2 separate regions of the Ovis aries genome follow, and region 1 is linked to region 2. Evidence: chromatin contacts called from public Hi-C data. All regions are on one chromosome and are shown on one strand. The core of a region is the stretch at or near the end of the contact, and the rest is flanking DNA. Distances in the headings are between cores, read along the strand shown. Region 1 holds the start of NFIL3 (nuclear factor, interleukin 3 regulated). Region 2 overlaps AUH (AU RNA binding methylglutaconyl-CoA hydratase).

Region 1 (5,845 bases), core at 871-3,370, 250 kb after region 2:
TAGGCTCAAATGCAAGAAAATGCATTCCCCACCCTCTTTTCTCTACTCTCCTCCTATGGAAGGTTTTCAAACTTACCATACCCTGGACCAAACTAGAAAAAGAAAATTATGTGTTGAACTTATGTTTTAGTTTTCCCTCAGACAGTAAAGAATCCACCTGCAGTGTGGAAGACCTGGGTTCGATCCCTGGGTTGGGACGATCCCCTGAAGGGAACGGCTACCCACTTCAATGTTCTGGCCTGGAGAATTCCACTGACAGAGGAGCTTGTTAGGCTACAGTCCATGGGGTCACAAAGAGTGACTTTCATTTACTACAGGTGGGAGAAAACTCTTCCAAATAAGTAAAATGCAGAGTATCTTAATACAGTATCCACTTTGTTATTTAAATTGCTTTCTTTCCCATAAAACTAAGTGCAATGGAGCAAAAGTTCTGTGTTTGTCACCAATCCTTTATTGAAACTGGTAACTTACACACTTTATAATAGAACAACAAAAATAACGTTCAATATATACAGCCTTTGCGATGGACTATTTGACTATACACAAGGCAGAGTGATAACACAGTCTAATCTTCATAATAATTTGTGCACAAAAAGACACCCAACAGACAACATGTGAATGTTATACAGTGAAATGACATCACAGGTCCAGTGAAAATTCAGCCTAATACAAAACGTACTCATCTATTGCAAATGACATCTCTAAAGGCCCAGAGCTTGTTCAGTAGTAATTTTACCCAGAGTCTGAAGCAGAGATTTGGTGTGTGGCTATAAGTCTTTTAAGTGAGACCACCTCTGCAGACAAGTTTGCTATCCCCTGCTTCAGAAACAAATTCTCTGGGTCAGAGACTTTGTAACCACTGTCTTTCACTTCCACCACTCCAGTTTTGAAACTACTCTGAATTTTGCCATTAAGTTCTTTTTGATGCCAGTGTTCAGATTTGAGAGACCAATCTTGAATGTTAGTCACTTGGACTGAAAAGGGAGTGAGAGAAGAATGTACCAGGTTGGGGGTGGTATGCTTCTCGAGTTCGAAATGTCTCTTCGACGTCATGTCAACAGGAGAGGAAAGTTTTTGTGTGCCCTCAAACTCATGATCGAAGGCTTCCACTTTTATCTGCATGGCTTTGCCTTTAATCCGAAGCTTGTGTGGCAAGGCAGAGGAATTCACTTCTGGAACTTTAACCACTGTGGCGTGGACACGCTGAAGTTCGACGGGAGAGTGGATCGGGCCCTTGGGAACCTGCTGCTCATCTTCTCCATCGGATGACTTTCCTACTGCACCTTCATCAGTTTCCGATGTCCTCGGAGAGTTACTGGAGGACCGGTTGACCTGCAGCAGAGGGGGAGAGTGCGAGTATCCGGGAAAGGAATTCCCCATGTAGTTCTGATACACGGCCCCTCGGTAGGCACCCCGGTCATCTCTGGGTTCCCTGGCATAGCTCTCCAGTTCCATTGGCTCTTGCTTGATGACCTGGAACTTGCTTTCTGGGCTTCTGCAGCCACTCTGCACAGGGCCCTCCTGTGAATGTTCTAGCGAGGATACTTCTGAAACATCAGACAGAGAACTCTGAGGAGAGTGCTTGATGACAGAAATGCAACTGCTGGCCACCATCGAGGGCTCATGCTCATCCACAAAGGCGCTCACAGTGGATTTGGAAGTCTGGTAGTCTTGAAAGTACACAGCTGTAGAATTACTGAGTTTCTGAATCTCCTGGGCGTAGGCTGTTGAGCTAATTAAACCAAACTTTAATTTTAGGGAAAGCAGTTCAGCTTTTAAAGTGGCGTTTTCTTCTCCCAGTGCAATGAGTTTGTTCTCCAAAACCAGGTCATTCAGTCGACGTTTCTCCCGGGACCTCTTGGCAGCTTCGTTATTTTTCCGCCGCTTTTCCCAATACATGGCATCTTTCTTCTCGTCGGGAATGAATTCCCGTTTCCTCCGACATGCTGAGGACTTGTTTTTCCCCACACTTCCTTCACTGAGAAGGAGTTCTTCCCCTGTCGTCAAGTCTTCGGAGACTTCGGTCAAGGCAGAATTAAGCACCATCATCTTGTCCACACTGGTACCAGCATCAAGAGATGCCTGCTCCTTCTTGATGCTCTGCATTTTTCTCAGCTGCATCAGCTGCACCTTAACGTATATATGCAGTGCAGGAGAAGAAGTTATTTCCTCAGTATTCTCAAGTGCTTTAAAAACTGCAGTTTAAAATCCATCAATATTCTTCCTTTTGTTCTACCATCCAGAATAAATCTCTCCCGCTCCTCTTGCTGAATGAAGTAGGGGTCTTCTAGATGACCTGCAATACACGAAGAGAAATAGTTATCTATTTGGTAAATATTTATTACCAGCTGTGTACAAGAAACTACATGAAGCATTGAGGGGCAATAGTTCTGTCCTTCAAAGAGTTTACAAGTTTGAAAAGAAAGTAAGTACCCAAATACCTATACTGTAAAGGACAAGTCCCCACTGAGAACTGTCAGCAGGGGAATATGTGGTCCAGGGGAGTGAGAAAAAAGAACAGATCTGCCCTGGGGAGAAATAGAAGGCGGCTGTGTTTCAGGAGAAAAAACAGTGGGGTGGGGCATGTGGGGATAGGACATTACAGGAAGGAAATGACAGATCGCCTCTGGTTAGTACATTTTTAAATAGTACTTGCATCTTGTGGGGCTTCTGAATACCTTTAGATAGCATTTATATGACTGCCAAGCAAACCAGTTCACCTCATAAAAGGAACTTTTCCAAGAAAACCTTTTAATGTCAGTAGACAGATTCTGTAATTATATGGAAAACAGAAATGGAGCTAGATTTTTATTTCCACAGAAACAAAAATAAAAGTCACACAAACAACTGAGTTGTAGTTGTTTAATTCTTATGTGGTTTATGTCACGGTCATTCTGCCAAGTGACTCAGCACACCTGAAAAGGACTCTTCTCAATAAAGCTGTCTCTTTGACACATTTGTGCTAGGAGAAAATGCTTTACTCCCCCCTGGTTCCCTCAAATTCATTTATCAAACATTCACTTAAAGTTGTAGCATCTACAATGCCTTTTTTGATCCCGATAATTCTGTCATAATAGATTTCACTGATATAGTAGTTTCAGACTAAAACAAATGGTTGCTATTCAAAGGGATTTTTTTTTTAAGTACAGTGCCTTCTTGAAACTTAAAATTATTTTAAACTGAGAGCATTTAATTATGGAAAGAATTTCTTTCCATTTTACCAATTAGTTTCAAACAAGATATAAGAACTCGAAAACAGGACTATCAACTAGCTTCCTTTTCCACTGATGACAAATTTATAATCTGAATTTGGCCTGACAGGAGATAATAAATCCATATTAGGCTCCAATAACAATCTTTTCATGGTGGTTTCGGATCTGTGTTTCTGGACAGGGTTTCTCTGCCTCGTTTTCCAGTAGGTTATACTTTCATGAAGGAGATATGGTAAAAAACTGTTTATTCAGCACTATCTGTATATAGCACTCTCTCTGCCCCATTAGAAAGATTTAATGTTTTCATGTCCCTATTTCTTTCTTGTGCATAGTTTTATATTGACTAATGAAGTTTAATTTTATCAGTTGGAAAAGCCTGCCAGCTTCTTGTGTCTTTTCAAGAAGGAATAGAAGGAATGATGTAATCACTTCAGGATCATCAAGGATAAGGTTTAATGCCACATTTTCGTCCATCAAACTGAGCCAATGCAAACAGTGAGTTGCAATTCAGCAAAACTTAATGGTTATGAATACTGAGCTTCTGTTTGTCTTTGATAATATCTTTTAGTGGGAAATGAAGGCAACAAGTCTGCCACAGCAGGCAGTGATGGTGTGAGAAAGGGAGCTTCCTAGTTATCACTTTAGTAAACAACACTACTTCCTATATTTGCACTTAACATTTCTTGGTCTGACATGAAAACTCCTTTTCCGTCTACATACTGGATGGATTATTTTCTTCTGTCAATAATTTGTATTTCTTAAATCTGTTAAGTCCTCCCCACTAAAATCAAATGAATGCTGAAGCAAGAGTAAAAATTCCAACTCCAGGAAGGTAACTATATTGAAGTTTTCCAAGATGCATTTCAAATCTCCACTGTACCCCCAGGTACTACTATTTATTTCCTTGTACACTATGATTCTAAGTATTGTTTTCACTTGACAATCTTTCTCTTCCATGCATTTTTAAATTTATCCTTTCCTTGGAAAAAAATTAAATTCCTTCTACATTTCATCTAACCTATGAATTGTTACAGTTACGCTTTTGAAATGCCCCACCATTTTGTCTGTATTACTCTTTCTAAACTTTTTGTTCTTTCATCATTTCATATCCGTTTCATCATTTCAAACCTATGTTGAGTGAGTTGAGACTCTGATTTCAATCTCTTGTTCCAAAGAATCACGCTGAGTCTAGTGTGAGTGAGGGCAGGCAGGCAGCCCTTGCCACACCACATAGAGAAAATAATCCTACTTCTGTTTAACAAAAATATCTCACTTATTCTAAAATCTCTTAACCCACTTCTATGTGTCTAAGTACTGTATGTCCACTTTTTCATCTCTATAACTTTGTTTGGTATGTTCAAAACCTGCAGAAAAATCTCATTTCTTTTCAGTTAATCTTCTTCCAATTTCAATTTCACTAGGTATACTAGAATCTGGATTCTTCCCTCATCTGCACATAGTAACTGCCTCTATGATTCCACCAGCAAATCACCACATACTACATAAGGGTATTTTCTATAATATTTATCAAATAACTTTGCTGTGTTGAAAAGAATTTATTAGCAGTTCAAGATACTATAGAGAGAGGTGCTGATTTTGTACAATGTTTATCTTCCTACATGTTTGTTTTGTATGCCCAACTAGAATACCGATTAGTTCAGGGAGCAAATTAATATATTTGTATCCTAGCAACAAACTGAACCTCTTAGGTGCTCGTCATTTGACTGACACTTATTTGCCTTCTGTAAGAGAGCTTTGTAACAAAAACTTGCTGATACATTCTTTTAAATTTGATATTATTACATAAATTATAAAAAAGTTTGTTTTACTTATTAAGAGAGAACTTCTCTTATTCATTACTTGTCTTATGCAACAGATATGGAGCACCTACTGTATATCTGGCACTGAGCCAGACTTGGGGCAGATAAAGATGGAAAGAAGAATCAAACTCCCAAGAATCAAGGGACCCCTTAGTCTTTGGTGAGAGGCAGGCTCATGAATACAGATGAGCACTGTACTCACGCGCGGGTGTGGCAGGAACGTTGCCAACATGGGGAGTCAGTGTACGTACCACGTTGTTTCTAGCCACGTGGATTTTTTCTTGGTATGGTGACAATAAAAACAATCATTACAGGTGCCATTTACTCAATACTGACTATGCAACAGGCACCCTGAGCCTGGCCTGTCATTATTTCACTGCTCTCATAATAATAACCACTTTCAGATGAGAAAACTAAGGCTGGGAGAAGTTAAGCAACTTGCCCAGTGTCACACAGCTAGTTAGGTGGAAGAGCTAAGATTCTCAGTTCTGTTCTTCTCATTTCTGTGTAATATATACCCATTTACTAAGTGATTTGGGGGCAGCAAAGCACTATTAGATGTTGCCAGAACTTCTTTCAGACAATAAAAGTACGATCTGGAACTTTTCTCCATCTTCCTCAGAGTTGTTTTATATCCTGTGATTATTTAGTGAATTGAGAAAGCATTCTAAATTTTCATCTCTCTCTAAAATTTTAATCTCCTGGCAGTCCTATATGCTAAAATAAATGAGAAGAAAAGAAAAGTCACAGCTGTTGGCATTGTCATCTGCGATTTTTTTTCCCCACAAACCCAAAATATATCAGTTTTCAACA
Region 2 (5,918 bases), core at 474-2,973:
AATAATTAAGTTGGATGATATGGTGAAATAGACATTTTGGTTCCTTTGGAGTTCTAAAAAGAAGACTCTTTGAAGTCCCTGGTTTCTGGCACAGAGCTGTGGCTGGCTGGGATGTGTTACACTTGGTCATTACAAAAACTATCCATTAAAATGAAAATCAAATATTTTGCTCAAATAGTTCCTGGCATTTGTGTTGGAAACAATAGACATAGCCCCACTGTAAGATTATTTTATACATAAGAAAGGTAAAAGCTCAAAGATGCTAGGAGCCAAATCATACGTGTAATACATCAAATCTCAATCCATCATGTTTGATGTTCTTGAGCAATACTGTTAGCGAGAAACTATTACTTAATCTTGCCAGTATTATCCAAAGAGAACACTTGCGAAATAGGACAAACATGCTGTAATTACTACATGAATAAAGAGTCTGTGTAGCATAAACTGTTTCTGTAACATCAACACAGACTCTAGTGAAGCACACCAGTAATTAGCCATGTTAACAATGGCCAATATGTTTGAGGAGCTGTGAGAATTAACAGTGCCAGTAGAGGTGTAAGGACTCTGAAAAACTACCTGTTGTTTTCAACGACACTGTAACTAAAAAATTCTTCTGAAACTTAACCCAGGGACAATTATACATTCTAGGTACCAACTGGAATATAGCTGGTTTCCCAGCAGATATTAGAAATAATCAAATCAGTAAGTGTTATTTTCATTATACTTTTTCTTGTAGGAAAATAACTCTTGGATTCTGTCATTAACAAACTCTTACTGTATTTGAAATCTTGCCCAAGATCTAACAAGGTCAAATTAATAAGCTGCTTTGTCATTACAGTCTTCATGTTCAACAATGGAACATGAATTTAACCACATAGAAGAAAAGTTTATATTTCTCCAAAAACATAAAACACTTATAAATGCTAGAATTGCAATAATTAACTCTTGACTTTTATTATTTGAACTCTGCATTTATGGATTGACTTGCTTTAATCTTCAGCTATCAGTTTAGCCACTGATGGATGAATGAATACAAATTCTCAGCAGACCAAGCCAACTCATGATAAGGAGGGGGCAGCCTCAGCTGGAGCAGAAAATATCTGTTTCCTGAGTCCATCTTCAGAGCATACAATTAAAAGACAACACAGCAATAAACCCTATCCTTTACTGACTGCAAATAAACTTTACATTTTGGCTGCAAATATTTGGGGCTGAAATAATAACAACAGTAAATACTATATTGGTGATAATTATTAATATATTCTTAATATTGATAGTTAATGATTAATATATTATTTTTATTCAACAAACATCAGTTTATTCAATAGACATAAATTCTGATGTACCAGAGGTCAGACAGCTACTCTGAATACCTTATTTATCAATAATATCGCTTGATACACACAGTTGCATTAGAATCAGCTGGATGAGTGACATCAGTGGGAATGGTACAATGAGAATCTCCAAAAATCTCCTCCTCTATGGAAGCAATAATTGTTAAAATTAAAGTTTACAGAACTTTGGAATTCAACCAAAGGCTTGTAACAATCCAAAGAACATTTAATCATGAAAGATGACTGAATCTCAATGAGAACATTAAGCTCTGTGACTTTTTAAAGATTTATTTATTTAGTTTTGGCTGTGGTGGGTCTTCATTGATGCACACAGGCTTTCTCTAGTTGTGGTGCCTGTTGTATATAGAGCCTCCTTTCTAAATCCCTTGTGTATCTTGAAAGCCAACAACCTCAAAATCAGCACAGCTGTGGCCTGACTACCACGTCTATAGCCTTCCCACAGCCCTCCTCCTAGAAATTTGTATTATCTGACCTGTCTGGCAGCTCCTTGGAAAATCAATTAGTGGGAAAACCCCACTCATATCAAAAGGCTTGCTTTTATCTGACCTGACTCAGAGCTCCCTCATTGTGAACAGATTTTTCAGCAGAGTACTTGTGGAAAACAACCAGTGACAACTGTTTAGCATCCAAATAGTCTGAGGCAGTGATTACAGTTGACACAAACAAGAAACTGACCAAAACACTGAAAATGAGAAAAGGGTGAATGAGATGTCCACAAGGGGCTATGTAAAGCTCTGACATATTCCTAGTAATGTAGAATGCAATGGGCGCATGCAGGACTGTATACACCATCGGGAATGACTTGAGGAGGCCCTCTTACCTCTGGTTGACCTTGAGGCTCTGCACAAATAGGAAGTGAAGACTAAACCAAAGTTGCCAATTGCCTGACCAAGCATTCATGACATGCACCAACATGCTAGTATTGTTGCCTGGGAAATCCCTGGACAGAGGAGCCTGGTGGGGTACAGTCCATGGGGTCGCAAAAGAGTCTTAGCAACTAAGAGACTTAGCAACTAAACAAGAAGAGGATAATTCAAATCCATGCAAAAAATTAGGTGTACTGATAAAACAAATTGTTATACACATATTAAAAGCAGTAGAAATTGTTTTTCAGTTTGTAACTTTATCCTTCCCCCTGGAATTCAACTGCATAAGTTAATCTTTATAAAGCTATTCTTACAGATTTATAATGCATAAAGATTTAATTTACATGGTGATAGTAGTACAGAGGAAGAGAAGGGTACAAAGCTACATTAGAGCAGATGTTTTATGTACTATTGGAATTAAGTTGGTATTAATCCAAGATAGATTTGTAAGTTAAGGTTGTAATTTCCCAAAAAACTATTATGAATTAAAATGGTACACTAGTAATTATCTGTTGAACACAAAGAAAGCAGTAATTCAATAAGAGAGGAACAAAAAGATGTGACATGTAGTAAATAGCAAAATGGCAGATGTAAATATCACCTTATCAATAATTACATTAATTGTAAATGGTTAAACACTCCTTCAACAGGAAGAAGGAGCAGAATGAATTAAAATAACATAATCCAACTTTGCGCTGTCTACACGAGACATGCTTTAGATTCAAAGACATAAGTAGGTTGAAAGCAAAAGGACTGGAAAACTATACCATGTAAATTAGATAAAACAAACTTTAAGATAAAAACTCTGGGAGATAGTGAAGGACAGGGAAGCCTCACATGCTGCGTCCATGGGGTTGCAGAGTTGGACATGACTGAGCGACTGAACAAAAATAAAAACAGTTGGTATAGATAAAATAAAGGAGAACACTTCATAATAATAAAATTGTTAATCCACCAAGAAGACATAATACTTATAAATATATATGCATAACAGCAAAGTTGAAAATTAATGAAAAAATGAAAGAACTGAAGGGAGAAATACACAATTCAACAATAATAGTTGCAGACATCAATTCCTCCCTTTCTATAATGGACAGACCAACTAGACAGATGATCAAGTAGGAAATAAAAGGACAAAGCAAGACTACAAACTAATGAGATTTAATAAAACACTTCATCCACTAACGGCAGAATACACATTCTTCTCATATACACGTGAAATCTTTTCCAGGATAGATTACACTGCTGCTAAGTCACTTCATTCATGTCCGACTCTGTGCGACCCCAAGGATAGCAGTTCAGGATAAATTATATGTTAGGCCATAAAACAAGTCTTATTAAAATGCCAAGAACTGAAGTTATACAATGATGTGACTGAAGTGGGTTCACCAAACAATATGAAATTAAATTCAAAATCAATATTACAAGGAATCTGGGATATTCACAAGGCTGTTAAAATTTAAGAACACAATCCTAAAAACCCCAAAGGGTCAAAAGACAAATAACACAAGGCAAATTATAAAATACATTGAGATGAATGAAAACAAAATTGCATGTCAGTGTCCCAATACCGTCTTCAGATTCAGTAATTCACTAGAAGGAGTCACAGGATTCAGCAAATATTAACAGCTATGGCATACTACACAATCAAAAGGATACCAAGCAAAAGCAGCAAATGAAACAAGGCAGGGGCAAAGATCAGGGGAGACGGTCACATGCTTCTGAGGGTGTTCTCCAAGCGGAGTCACACAGGATAAGTTTAACTCCTCTAGTAATAAATTATAACAATATGTGAAGTGTGTCCAACATCTCATTAGAGACTCAGAGACCAGGGTTTTTGCTGGGGAGTAATCATGTAGGCATACCCCAACTGGCAAATATCCAAACTCTGTAATCAAAAAAGGAAATCAGATGTTTAGCATAAACCATATTGTCTGTACAAACAGTTTAGATATAATTTATCAGTTCTGCAAATGGTGGGAATTGTACATCATCTAAGCTCCCAACTGCAGACCAAGGATCAACCTTGAATCAGTACTTCCCAAGGATAGCAGTTCAGACCTGTTATACTAACTTTTCCACAAACATATCAAAATTTATGGGATAGAACCAAAGCATTCTTAGAGATACTTGCATAGTTGTAAATGCCTAAGTTAAGAAGATCTCAAATCAAATAACCTAACATTCTATCATAAGGAATTAGAAAAATATGAGCAAACTAGACCCAAACCAAGTAGAAGAAAGGATATAATAAATATTAGGGTCAAAATAAATGAAATAGAGAACAAGAAAACAATGAAGAAAAATCAACAAAATAAAAATTTGCCTCTTTAAATAGCAACAAAATTGACAAACCCAGACTGACATTAAAAAAAAAAGAGAAGACTAAGTATTAAAATCAGTAATGAAAAAGGGTCATGTAAAGGAATACTATAAACAACTGTGTGTGAACAAATTAGATAACCTAAGTGAAACAGAAAAAATCCAAAAAAGACACAAACTATTGAAATGACAACATATTTCCCAACAAATACTTGTACACCCATGCTCACAGCAGCATTATTTATAACAACCAAAAAGTGGAAACGACTATAAAAAAATCATCATCAGCTGATGAATGGATAAACAAAATGTGGTATATACATACAGTAGAATATTTGCAGTCATAAAAATAAGTATTGATACATGTTACACCATGAATACGTCTTGAAAACATTGAGTGGAAAAAAATCAGACATAAAGGACTATATATTGTATAATTCTATTTATATGAAGTATTTAAAGTAGACAAATTCAGAGACAGAAAGTAGATTAGTGATTACTAGGGGCTGGGGGGAGGGGCAATCAGGACTGACTGATAATGGGTACAGGGCTTCTTTTCAGGGTGATGAAAATATCTAGAATTAGACAGTGGTCATTGTTGTACAACTGTGAACATACTAAAATCGCAGACTTGTACACCTGAATGGGTGACCTTTATGGTATGTGAATTACAGTCCAAAGGAAAGTTTATCAAGGTGGCTTTTATCTCAATATCAATTTTAGGGCTCCAAACACAGAATCAACTCAGAAGTTATGGAGTAGAGTCCCCAAAACACACCTTGGTGATGCCTTTTTCAGGTTCCAGCAGCTTTGGAAATCCTTGTTCTCAGGTTGAATGAATAGACAAGATGAAGTCTTTTTTTTCCCTCATAGATGTGGCCTCCATTCTGAATCTGCTGAAGACCTCAGCCAGGTAGGCCTGGTCCAGGCCAGGACTTGGCTGGCTCCTTTCCCTGGTCCCTCTAACTACAATACTCCTCATATTCACTTTCCAAGACAAGCTTATGCCTGGGGGAACTTAAAAATGCCAGGTCTGTCTAGTTTTTCAGGAAATTTGACATATATTTTCAGATCTACGCAAGCGAACATTTTTTAATACCCATAGTAAATGAGAGATCACACACTCTACCTAAACTCAGGAGTACCAGTGTCATGGATGGGCTGGGAAACACACCCTGTTAGTCTTTTTAGAAGAGTGGTTGGACAATAACAAGCCACATACACATTCCCACAAAGACCATAGCAAAAACAGTACCTTTCATATTAGATGAACACCTTTCTTTGTGTCCTGTAAGCATCTGAGTCACTGATAGGTAGTATGCACAGCGTGCATAATTATCCCAATCAAACCACTCCAATAATTACATTTCTTTCC

What was found. A called contact is a pair of places that touch in the nucleus more often than the background predicts.
Region 1: a contact with region 2 is called in a Hi-C map of mixed tissues, with 5 times the contacts expected there. The contact joins the promoter of NFIL3 here to the enhancer-like site in region 2. A contact is called at or near these places in 4 of 16 Hi-C or Micro-C datasets (liver, mixed tissues, muscle and 1 more).

What each region holds. Positions count from the first base shown.
Region 1 is chr2:26,458,904-26,464,748 of ARS-UI_Ramb_v3.0, forward strand. It overlaps NFIL3 (nuclear factor, interleukin 3 regulated), which reads right to left and starts at 2,121. Exons shown (of 1, transcript NM_001142892.1): 1 at 733-2,121. The coding sequence starts at 2,121. The coding sequence ends at 733.
Region 2 is chr2:26,207,313-26,213,230 of ARS-UI_Ramb_v3.0, forward strand. It overlaps AUH (AU RNA binding methylglutaconyl-CoA hydratase), which reads right to left. Exons shown (of 10, transcript XM_042242981.2): 10 at 1-4,109. The coding sequence ends at 4,035. Among named protein-coding and RNA genes, the nearest start is that of AUH, 200 kb to the right of the region's middle. Within about 2 kb of position 1,724, at least 6 of the 54 cell types and tissues checked have an H3K27ac peak or open chromatin away from gene starts, as enhancers often do.